Regions from separate parts of the Mus musculus genome. Here regions 2 and 3 are each linked to region 1. The links are chromatin contacts, called in public ChIA-PET and Micro-C maps. All regions are on one chromosome and are shown on one strand. The core of a region is the stretch at or near the end of the contact, and the rest is flanking DNA. Distances in the headings are between cores, read along the strand shown.

What was found. Hi-C and Micro-C count contacts between places; a contact is called where the count stands out from the background. ChIA-PET counts read pairs in DNA pulled down with a chosen protein or histone mark.
Region 2: a Micro-C map of embryonic stem cells shows a contact between it and region 1, with 4 times the contacts expected there. The contact joins the promoter of Smpd3 here to the promoter of Nfatc3 in region 1. A contact is called at or near these places in 2 of 39 promoter capture datasets (cranial neural crest and pre-B cells), 1 of 484 Hi-C or Micro-C datasets (embryonic stem cells) and 1 of 115 datasets of contacts at active chromatin or transcription factors (pancreatic cancer cells).
Region 3: a contact with region 1 is called in an RNA polymerase II ChIA-PET map of memory CD8 T cells, with 797 read pairs. The contact joins the promoter of Carmil2 here to the promoter of Nfatc3 in region 1. A contact is called at or near these places in 11 of 39 promoter capture datasets (the 3T3-L1 cell line, the C10 cell line, cranial neural crest and 6 more), 2 of 484 Hi-C or Micro-C datasets (embryonic stem cells and natural killer cells), 8 of 115 datasets of contacts at active chromatin or transcription factors (astrocytes, bone marrow-derived macrophages, double positive thymocytes and 5 more) and 3 of 9 other capture datasets (adipose tissue, embryonic stem cells and liver).

What each region holds. Positions count from the first base shown.
Region 1 is chr8:106,057,574-106,060,884 of GRCm38.p6, reverse strand. Nfatc3 (nuclear factor of activated T cells, cytoplasmic, calcineurin dependent 3) reads right to left here and starts at 1,295. Exons shown (of 10, transcript NM_010901.3): 1 at 892-1,295. The coding sequence starts at 994.
Region 2 is chr8:106,336,374-106,339,584 of GRCm38.p6, reverse strand. Smpd3 (sphingomyelin phosphodiesterase 3, neutral) reads left to right here and starts at 1,620. Exons shown (of 9, transcript NM_021491.4): 1 at 1,620-1,773.
Region 3 is chr8:105,684,325-105,687,558 of GRCm38.p6, reverse strand. It overlaps Carmil2 (capping protein regulator and myosin 1 linker 2), which reads right to left and starts at 1,285. Exons shown (of 39, transcript NM_001357333.1): 1 at 1,246-1,285; 2 at 908-999; 3 at 763-813; 4 at 128-190; 5 at 1-6. The coding sequence starts at 1,285. Gm33578 (a long non-coding RNA gene) reads left to right here and starts at 1,339. Exons shown (of 2, transcript XR_387987.3): 1 at 1,339-1,398.

The DNA of each region.
Region 1 (3,311 bases), core at 46-2,545:
TTTAAATAATTCACTTAATACTGGAAAGAATAAACATGAATACTCTTATCCATCTTCTTTTTCTAAGTTCTCTTGCATATGTAATAGGGAAGCTGAACTTAACGAACCACACTATTCCAAACCAGGTCACAGGAGAGAGTTAAGTCCCCAGTCATCATCCTGTTTCTATTTACTGACTGGTTTGACCCGCAAGCATTATGGTGTCCAGCTTTCCCAACTTATCTTTTAAAACATCTTCTGAGAAGAGCTTTTTTTTTTAAAATTATTAAAAAATGCCTTCTAGAACATTCTAGGAGAACTGTAATTTTAAAAGGCAACGTATCTTGTTTTTTTGTTTTTGTTTTTTAATCTCCAGAAACACTTTGCCCAAGCAAAACAACCCAGTTTTCAGAAAGGTCCGTTATAGTATACTTGAAACTAAGCGTGGATGGAATATAAATTTACACAAGTGGACACTAACTCGAACTCGCTCTTCTAGCAAAGTAGATTTTTTTTTAAAGTGGAATTTGAAAACACGCATCTTTCAAATAAAGAATTTTACAACTAGCCTAAAGACAGCGAAGTGCGCTTACACTTCTCGGAGACATTTCCTCTGCACCACGCTGGCACAGCTACGACAACCAGAAACCTCTTGGGGCTTTGGCCCCAACAACCTCTGCCTCCAAAGCCCGGGCGTCCGCCGGCCACTGGCCTCTCGGAGTCGAGTTCCCTACTAGTTCGCTCGCAGCCAAGACACTTCCACGTCGCCCCGAACCACACGCCTCCTTCTCCTCCTCAAATTAAATCGGGCTTTCCTCGCCACCCGCACGCACCAGGGGGACCGAGGGGAAGGCGAGCTGGCGGGAGCGCGGCGAGGGCACGCTCCACAGTCCCGGCCGGCCCGGCACCCACCTGCAGGCCGCGAGACCTGGGACACCGGCGCTGGTGCCCCGTCCTCGCCGAAGACGAGTTTGAAGTCGAGCTCGTCGTGGGCGCCACAGTTTGCAGTAGTCATCGGCGTGGCCCGGGGTGCAGCGCCTCCTCCTCAGGCGGCCGCGGCGGCTCCTCAGCGCCGCTTCATGCTGGGCCGCGCCGGCCAGGAGGTCGCGGCTCCACTGCAAACTTTCCGGGCGGGGCCCGCGAGGCCGAGCGTTCCGTTCCGACCTAGAAAGCTGGCCGAGCGCCCCGCCGCACCGGGAGCCGTCACCGCCGCCGGTCGAGGGTGCAGAAAAGCCACGGTCGCCTCAACCAAGGCTCCCCGCCCCCCACCCCCACAGTCGCCGCCACTGCCGCCACCGCCGCCGGCGCGCTCCCGCGCCCTGCAGCGCGCCCAGCCCCGCCCCTCGCCGCGCTCCCGCCCGACGGGGCAGCCCATAGGCCGCTGGCCCCGCTGACAGCCACGGGCCCCGCCTCCTCACCGACCTATCGCGTGAGTCCTCTGCGAGGAGGAAGTCACGTGAGCAAGAAGCGCCAGAGCCCTGCTCCCTCTCGGAAGTTGTAGTTAAAACTCTCTTTCTTCCGCAGTTTCTAAACCAAGACCAGGGTAGGGCCAATAGCGCTGTCTAATTAGATTGGGAACCCACGTAGGCCAATTGGAGACTATCTTTTTCCCCCTCATCGGGCGGAGCTCATGTCGAGGAAGTGGGTAGCAGAGCGCCAGGGTTATAGGTGTCCGGATATTTGGCCCCACAGAGGTACTTTTCACTTATAGCTGAGTTTAGAGTGGATACGTTCGTTAGACCACCTCAAAAGTTACCACTCATCCCCCGCATCCCTCCATACCAACTTCGATGGCGTAACTTGGAGAGGGCCAGGGATTGGTTCGAACTTTTGGGTAGGTTAGGGTGGAGCCGAAGAAAACCTTGCGAGACAAGTCTGGAGTCGATTCAGAGCCACCCTTCTGGGGTGGGGCCCCGTCTCAGTGGCTGTGCCTTTGTCCCCTCAAGCCGGCCCGGAGAGGATGCCATGCATTCTAGCTAGGCCTCACCTAAATCAGAGGGACCAGGTCTGGTCCTTGACGGAAGTTGAGCAGACACAGAGAAAAGTACCCTTCTTGGCCTCTGCATCTTAGTACATAACCGTGAGACTAAGGCATTGTGACACCCGAGCAAGGAAAGCCCACATATAGGAAGTGACGCTGTCAAAAAGAACCGGCTTTCAATCTTGGTTTCACCTCAAAGAGTCTGCCTTCCCCGGTGAGACATGAGATGGCCCAAGACACCATCCCTTGGAGTCTGGGGACTCAGTCTTGTTTACTTAGCGCATGATTAAGAGAAGGAGTTGGGAGAAGCCAGTGACCACCTCCTCCACGACAGCAAGTCTGATACTACTCACAAAAGCCCCTGGGAGAATGGAGCAAGCACAAGCTCCTTGCAAAGATCTCTGCATCTCAGTGATTCCTGGGCTACTAAGTGAGCCTCAGGGGGACCCCGGCTAAGCCTAGGGTCAGAAGAGCAAGGAATGTTCTGAGCTCGTGAGCCATTCATCTTGGACTGGTTTATTCCTGCTCAGGGCTTTACCAGTACTTATGAGGGACACAGAGATACAGAGATAGTCTCCCATCAGGGTTGAGAGAGAGAGGAATAGCAAATATATAATTACTGTGCAAAGAGATTAGAGCTGTGATAGGAGCTCTGAGGACATTGAACACCCACCCACACGCTACAGGAGTAGTAGAAACTGGAGATCCAAGCAAAAGACGAGCAAAGCTTGTTCCATGGAAGGACCAATGATCAGAAACCAAAGGTGATGCTGTATGAGTGGGCATGGTCACTGGGTGATGCTAAGCTGGAGACTATAATAGTCACTTCTCTATAGAACACTTGGCTAAGGGCATTCAGATCAGCAGGAAGAGGAGGCAGTCAGACTTAATGGCACATGGCTGGAGTGCCAGCACTCACATGGCAGAGGCCAAGATCAGGAGCTCATCATCTCCTCCTCCTCCTCCTTCTTCTTCTTCTTTTTTTTTCCTGAAACAGAGTTTCTCTGTGTAGTCCAGGCTGTCCTGGAACTCATTCTGTAGACCAGGCTGGCCTCGAACTCAGAAATCCACCTGCCTCTGCCTCCCGAGTGCTGGGATTAAAGGCGTGTGCCACCATGCTCGGGCCCCCATCATCATCTTACATAGTGAGTGTGAGGACAGCTTAGGGACAGGAGATCCTTCCTTAAAACAAAAAGTGAAGGACTTAACCTATTAAGTGGGTAAAAAAAAAAAAAAAAAAACTTCACAACAAGCTATCCTGTCTTCAGATGGGCTAACTTAGAAAGCTTGAATTGGAAACTAGGAGACCAAAGGCTACATCCCACCTGCAGCCGAGACAGACTATAGGCTT
Region 2 (3,211 bases), core at 371-2,870, 280 kb before region 1:
ATGATGCTGAGCAGAAGGTTTAAAGGCCAGCCAGCATCTTATTTCATGACTGACAGGTGAGAGAAGATCTTCCCAGAAAGGGAGTGGGAGGCAGGCATTTAGACATAGAAAGTAGGGCCAACAGCTAAAATAGAGGAACTGGTGACATTTAGTGGGGGAATTGACAGGAATAGCAGGCACAAATATATTTCTCTAGAACCACAGTAGTAGAAAGACCCTGGGACATTCAGACAAAATCCCAACCAATCCTAAAAGTATGAATGGCATTTAAACTTTTTTTTTTCAACCAGTAGCATCCTTCTAGTGAACATCTTTAGGAGTGGGAAACACCTTAGAAAATAAACATTTTTTGAAGGTGTATGCTGAAATCAGATAAACCGCTGTTCATTTTCAATAACTATAGGTAAATCTCAGCATTTGTTGAGTGCCTCCTGTATGTCAGAGGTTGTAGACACGGAACTATAAATATGAATAATACAGGACTTGCCTCTGCTTTATAAGTTTAGTTTCATGAGGAAGCTGGGTGTGTAAACATGCAAATCAAATAGGGGAAGTAGAGGCTGACAGACACAGAAGATGTGCAACACTCGGCAGAACATCAAGGAAGTCGTCACACATCAAGGCAACATTTAAACTGGGGCTTAAAGGATGTTGAGGAGTTGGAGGACGGCATGATGGAGGGGATCAGAGGAAGAGAGAAAAATCAGTACTCAAGGCTTGCCAGTTTCCAAAGTTCAGAACGATGCAAACGAGAGTGGAGTCCAATTCTCAAGGGACTTTCCAGCTTTGCTGTGAAAAGTGGATTTGATCCCAGAGGCCCGAGGAAGCCTGTGAAAGGTTTTAGGCAGAAGCAGCTCACTCTACCAGAAAGTACTGAAGGAGAGACTGCAAAAATGTGGGGACAAGAAGGAAAGGTCCTAGTGGCGCAAGGAATGTGGCCAGAAGAAAAAAAACAAAAAAAAAAAAACAAAAAAACAAAACAAAACAAAAAAAACAAACAAACCTTCAGTGTCAGAATTAAGGAAAAAATATAAAAGTTCAGATTGAGGTGTGAAGGTCTCCTCCAGTATCCTTTATCTCTGGTGGGGAGGAACCAAAGCGTCTCGCTCTCGATTGGCTCCACCGAGTGTTGCAGCGAGGCCGTCTCGTTACCTTTCTTCCTAGACAGGGAAACTGAGGCCCAGGGTCCTCAAGTAGAAACAGAGAGAAAAAGATAACCGAATCCGTCTTCCAAGACGCTAACCACAGATCACATGTGGTCTTGCAAGGGTCCCAAGGCCTGCCCCACTTCCCCATCCCCCATTCCCCAAGGGGCTGAGTTTGCTATGGAAACAGTCCTCCCACCCTCCTCCGCGCCTAGGGCTCCTCAATGCACTCTGGGAAATGTAGTCCATTTGTTTACAAGCCCGCGGCACGAGCCCACTCCACAGCCCTAAGAGACTACATGTTCCAGCAGGCAGAGCAAACACTTGGGCGGTCTCTGGGGGCGAGGTCCCAACGGAGGGACCGGAACCTCCCAATAGGCAACCTCCTGGGCGGATCCTGCGTCTCCATTGGCCAGAGCAGCTCGCGGGAGGCGGGGTCAGCGGAATGAGGCGCGGAGCTGTTCGCCGCTCCAGGTGCTGAGTCCGAGGGAGGCTCCGGATGCCAGAGCCGCGGTCGCTGTAACCATCGCCGCCGCGAGAGCCGTCTCTAGGAAGCCCCGGTCGCGAGGAGCTGGGAGGCGCCGCGTGCGCTGCCCCGCACCGAGCGCCCTCCTGTGCGCCACCTGAGGTGGGTGCTAAGGACTTGCTTTTGTTTTATTGAGGAGAGGGGGGCCTGGGGAGTTGATGGGACGTGTCCTCGCCGCACTTAACACCATCTGTCCGTGGAGCTGGAGGGACTGACTGCGGGCCTCTTCGTGGCCCAGGGCCTGAGGTCGGAGCAACCTCGGCTGGGTTTTGTCGTATGGTGAAAGAGCTTCTTGAGTGTAAGGGATGAAGGGCTGGAAGACCCTCTCTGGTCTCTCGTAGGAGAGCGTGAAAAAGGCTTGGAGTCTCCCTTTTCCTGCGCCTAAAGTCAAGGCTGCTTGGGTTGTTGAGGATGGAGGGACTGTTCTGGGATGAGAGGTTTGGAGATAGAGGGACCCTTCCTTACAACACCCCAGCTCGAGGCTGCAAACAGGCTGCAAACAGGGATTGGGATGTGACTGATGAGACACCTCCCCTCCTCTTAGACTCTCCTAGGTTTCGAGTTGTTAGGGAGACCCTTCCCTTTGCCCTCCTTTACATCCAGGCTCTCCCCTTATGACTTGCTCACAGTTGGGTTCTTTGTGGGATATTTGTTTTTGGGAATGGAGAAAGTGAAGGGCTGCAGGACTCCTCCCCACCCTGCTCCAAGCACTGATGGATGCTTGGGTCTTCTGTGATGGAGCCGCACCTAAGGTCTGAATAGCCTGGGTGTGGGAGGTGGGTAGAAGTGAGAGTCTGAGGTACCCCTCCCTACCTGGATCTTATTTCCCAGGCCCTCTCCACCTAGATCCAGGTCCCAGGCAGTAGAGAGTGGAGATCATCTCTCTTGCTCCGCCACACCCCGGGAATTAGAGCTCCAGCACCACGGCTAAGAGTCTAGATGGGCACCTGAGGGAAAGGACCCAGTGGTCTCCCTCTCCAGCAACCCGCAGCTCCTCCGCGTTCGCGGATCCTGGAGGGATGCTCCGCTGCATGCCGAGCGCGCTCCAGATCTGGACGCCGAGATCTGGTACCCTGCGAGCAGGGGTTGCTCTCAGGTGCCCGGCTTTCGCGCTCTGCCCAGGCATCCACGGGAGGACAAAGCGGCGGTGGCGGCACTGGCAGGCGTGCAGGGCTGGACTGCGCGAGGGGCGCGGCTGAGGAAGGGGGGCTTCGGGCGCGGCACGGGTAGCTTCCACGGAAACGTGCTAGGAGAAGAGAGAGCGAGAGAGACAAAGCGCGCTCGCTCCTCGCGGGCCCGCGCGAGCCGGGATGGAAAATCCCGAGGGAGGAGGTGGCTGTGCTGTGCTGGGTCCTGTGCCATACACTCTTCTCTGTCCCCACCTTCCAACCCCACTGCCAGTCCTGCCCCAAGAATGCGATGGGATTGATGGTTACTAGAGGCAGGACTTGTGACCACGAGGACAGGGATGACCAGGGACTCTACCTTGCAGTTGAGGGGATCTGAAGAAGCATGCTGACTAAACCCATTCAACCTCATG
Region 3 (3,234 bases), core at 36-2,535, 370 kb after region 1:
GGTGACCTGGGGAAGGAGGAGCCTTTTGGATCCCTGTGTGGTGGAAGCGCTGTCCATTCAGAGTGATATGTGTAGGAATAAATGATCAAGCGGAGTGTATGTTCAAGTTGGGGTCCAGCTTTCTTACCCGAGGGGGTGTTTCCTGTAGTGCCATGGCCTGGACCTCCAGGTAGCTGAATGTACAGTCCACCTGGAAAGCATCAGAGTCATTCCAACTGACTGTTGCTACTCTCTTGAGCCTAGTTCGTTCTTTCTTTCTTTCTTTCTTTCTTTCTTTCTTTCTTTCTTTCTTTCTTTCTTTCTCTTTCCTGAGACAGGGTTTCTCTGTGTAGACCTGGCTGTCCTGGAGCTCACTCTGTAGACCAGGCCTGCCTGCCTCTGTCTCCCTAGTGCCAGGACTAAAGGCGTGCACCACCACCTCCTAGCTTGTTCTTAAAATTTAAAAATTGTACTATTGGGTGTTTGCTGGCATGTTTGTCTCTGTACCACTCTTGTGTGCCTGGTTCCCAAAGATGCCAGAAGACGGTGGTGGGTGCCTTCGAACTAGAGTTCCAACCACTTGTGAGCCCACCTGGTGGTGGGAGAATTGAACCCAGGTCCTCTCTCCACAGCCCATGATTTTGTGGCATCCTGAGCTAGACCTGCCCAGACTTCCCTCCTGTCTGCTGTTGGAAAGTAAAAGCCAGCATGGGCAAAGAAGACAGCTGCGCAAGGCAGTCCCTTGCTGAAGGGGAAGGGGTGTTGGCCCGGCCTGGGACTCACCCTCAGGGGAAGGCAGGTGTGCAGCAAATATGCCCTCCATCGAAGCAGTGCCTGGGGGGAGACAAAAGACTAATACTCTAGGGAAATCAAGTTTCTTTGTGCAGGGTCTGGCCACTGTCCTGAGCTTCACTCCTGGCTACCATACCAGGATATGGCTTTGCTCGGCACCCTCCTGGGGAAGCCAGGTTTTCAACAGCAGCTCCGCCTCCTTGGGCCACAGGAACCTGGTGATCTCGCCTGTGGAAAGACAGTCTACTGGGTGACTTTGGCTCCTCTATTAGGGCCACTCTGTGCCCAAGGTCTGTGCTAGACTGAGTGCCCAGGTATTCATGTGTGGATCAGCTAGGAAGAAATGAAGCGGACTTTTAGGCACTGGCCCTCCCTCCAGAACAAAAACCCCTGGTCAAGTTCCCTAAGGCGCCGAGAGGAGAGGTCTGGTTTGGAGTCAGGCTCTTCATGGCCAGGTGGGCTCCCAGGGCTTACCTCGCAGTTCACAGGATATGTCGTCTGGGGTCTGTGCCATAGGGCCGGGACGGCCCAATGAGCTCTGGCGGGAAAAAGCAGCCGGCAGGAGCGTACACAGGAAGCCAGGGGCCCAGGCAGCAGTGCAGCCACCTGCTCCTCCTGCAGCGGAAGGTACGCGCTTCTTCCTGCCAGGCCGCCCCCGGCCCGGCCCCTCCCCGCCCCGGCTTCGTTGGCTGAGTTCGCCCCGGGTGGGAGGTTGTGGGAGGATGGTCGAATCTTGACTGTTGCTGTCGCTCAGGGACTTTTCCTTCCGCGTACTCGGGTACTCATGGGTGTGGTGTGTAGGGGAGAGGGTCTTGCCTTTTCACCCCTTGCCTGGTGCCCTACTTCCACCCTGCCCCGTAGTCCCGGGCGCAAACACCAGGGGACGCCACCCTCCAGGGGATGCCAAAGGCCTAACTAACTTGATCTATCCCAAGACACAGGTTGGGTAGGTTGGAGTAACTCAAAGGAAGCCAGAGCAGTTGTGTCTCTGTGCAGTAAAAATTACCCACCACCCAAGGTTCTGCCCTGCTCAGATACGAATTTAAGAGTCTGGCAACCTATTTGTAATCCCAGCACTGTAAAAACAGGCAGGAAGAAAAGAGGCTGGGCTGCACCCTTTTTTTTTTTTTTTTCTCCCCGAGACAGGGTTTCTCTGCGTAGCCTGGGCTGTCCTGGAGCTCACTTTGTATAGACCAGGCTGGCCTCGAACTCAGAAATCCACCTGCCTCTGCCTCCCAAGTGCTGAGATTAAAGGCGTGCGCCACCACCACCCGGCCTGGGCTGCACTTTTTAGAGGTGTGCCAGACTTTTTGACTGGACCATGGTTGGTGCCTGCTTTTAATTGGGAGGTCCAGGCAGGAGGACTCTTGAGTTTGAGGTCATTCTGGTCTATAGTCCTTGTCTCAAAAACCAGATTAGCCATAATCCTTTGTAACAGGTTCCTCTCATTTAGATGCGGGCTCTTTGGGAACATCTGTAGCTAATTTATGACCTGAATCTCACTGAAGGCTGGTGCTGGTATTTGTGTTCTCAGGTTGTCTGCATTGAAGTTCAGGGAGGATTCACTTGAGCCTAGAGCTGGGATGAGTATACTAGCCAGAAGCATGCTACCCTACAAAAGGGGCTGATTCAGATCTTACCCACACACCCCCACCCCACAGACTTCATTAAATCCCACTTCTAACTGCCCTACCCACAGTTCAGCAAAAGAGAAAGACAAAGTCTTGGAGAGCAGAAGCAACTATGTATTATAATCTCTTAGGCTTCTGTCCCATCTCTACCTTTCCCAGACAGAGGATGACTTGGGAGTGTCCTCTAAGCGGGACCCTCTCCACCAAGTCCCAGTCACTCTGGTTCATGTTAAGCCCAGGACTTTCTGGCTAACCTGGACAACACAGAGAGACCCCGTGTCTTCAAAATAAAATGGCTAATGGCAGTAGTATTTATCTACATGAAACCGGAGTTCAATTTCTTGTGCTGTGAAGCGACAGCCCTTTAACATGTTTGCCGACTTGCCAACTTCCACCGAAACATAGAAGGTGGAAAGTAGATATAAAGGAGAAACAACTTGGAGGAAGGCAGTGACACTTAGGCAAGTATATGGTATGACATATAAAGGCCGACAGGGACGGCCTCGCTGGAGCTGATACAAAAGAGCTGCAGAACCAGAAGGCCCCTATGCCTCTTAGCCCGAGCCTGAAATTTAACTCTAAGGCCATCTGAAGTCACAAATGACTTATAGGGTGACAAAATTTACTCTCGTGCACGTTATTGTGAAGAATGTGGGTTTTGAAAGCAAAGTAAATGAGTTTTTCTTGACACCTAACCTCACTAGTCTTTTGGAAGCTTTTGACACTAATTATTCTCAGAACTTAATTTTGTGTGTGTGTGTATCTGTGTATGGGTGCCCACAGAGCCCGGAAGGGCATCAGGTCACCTATAGGTAGTTGTGACCTGTCTGCA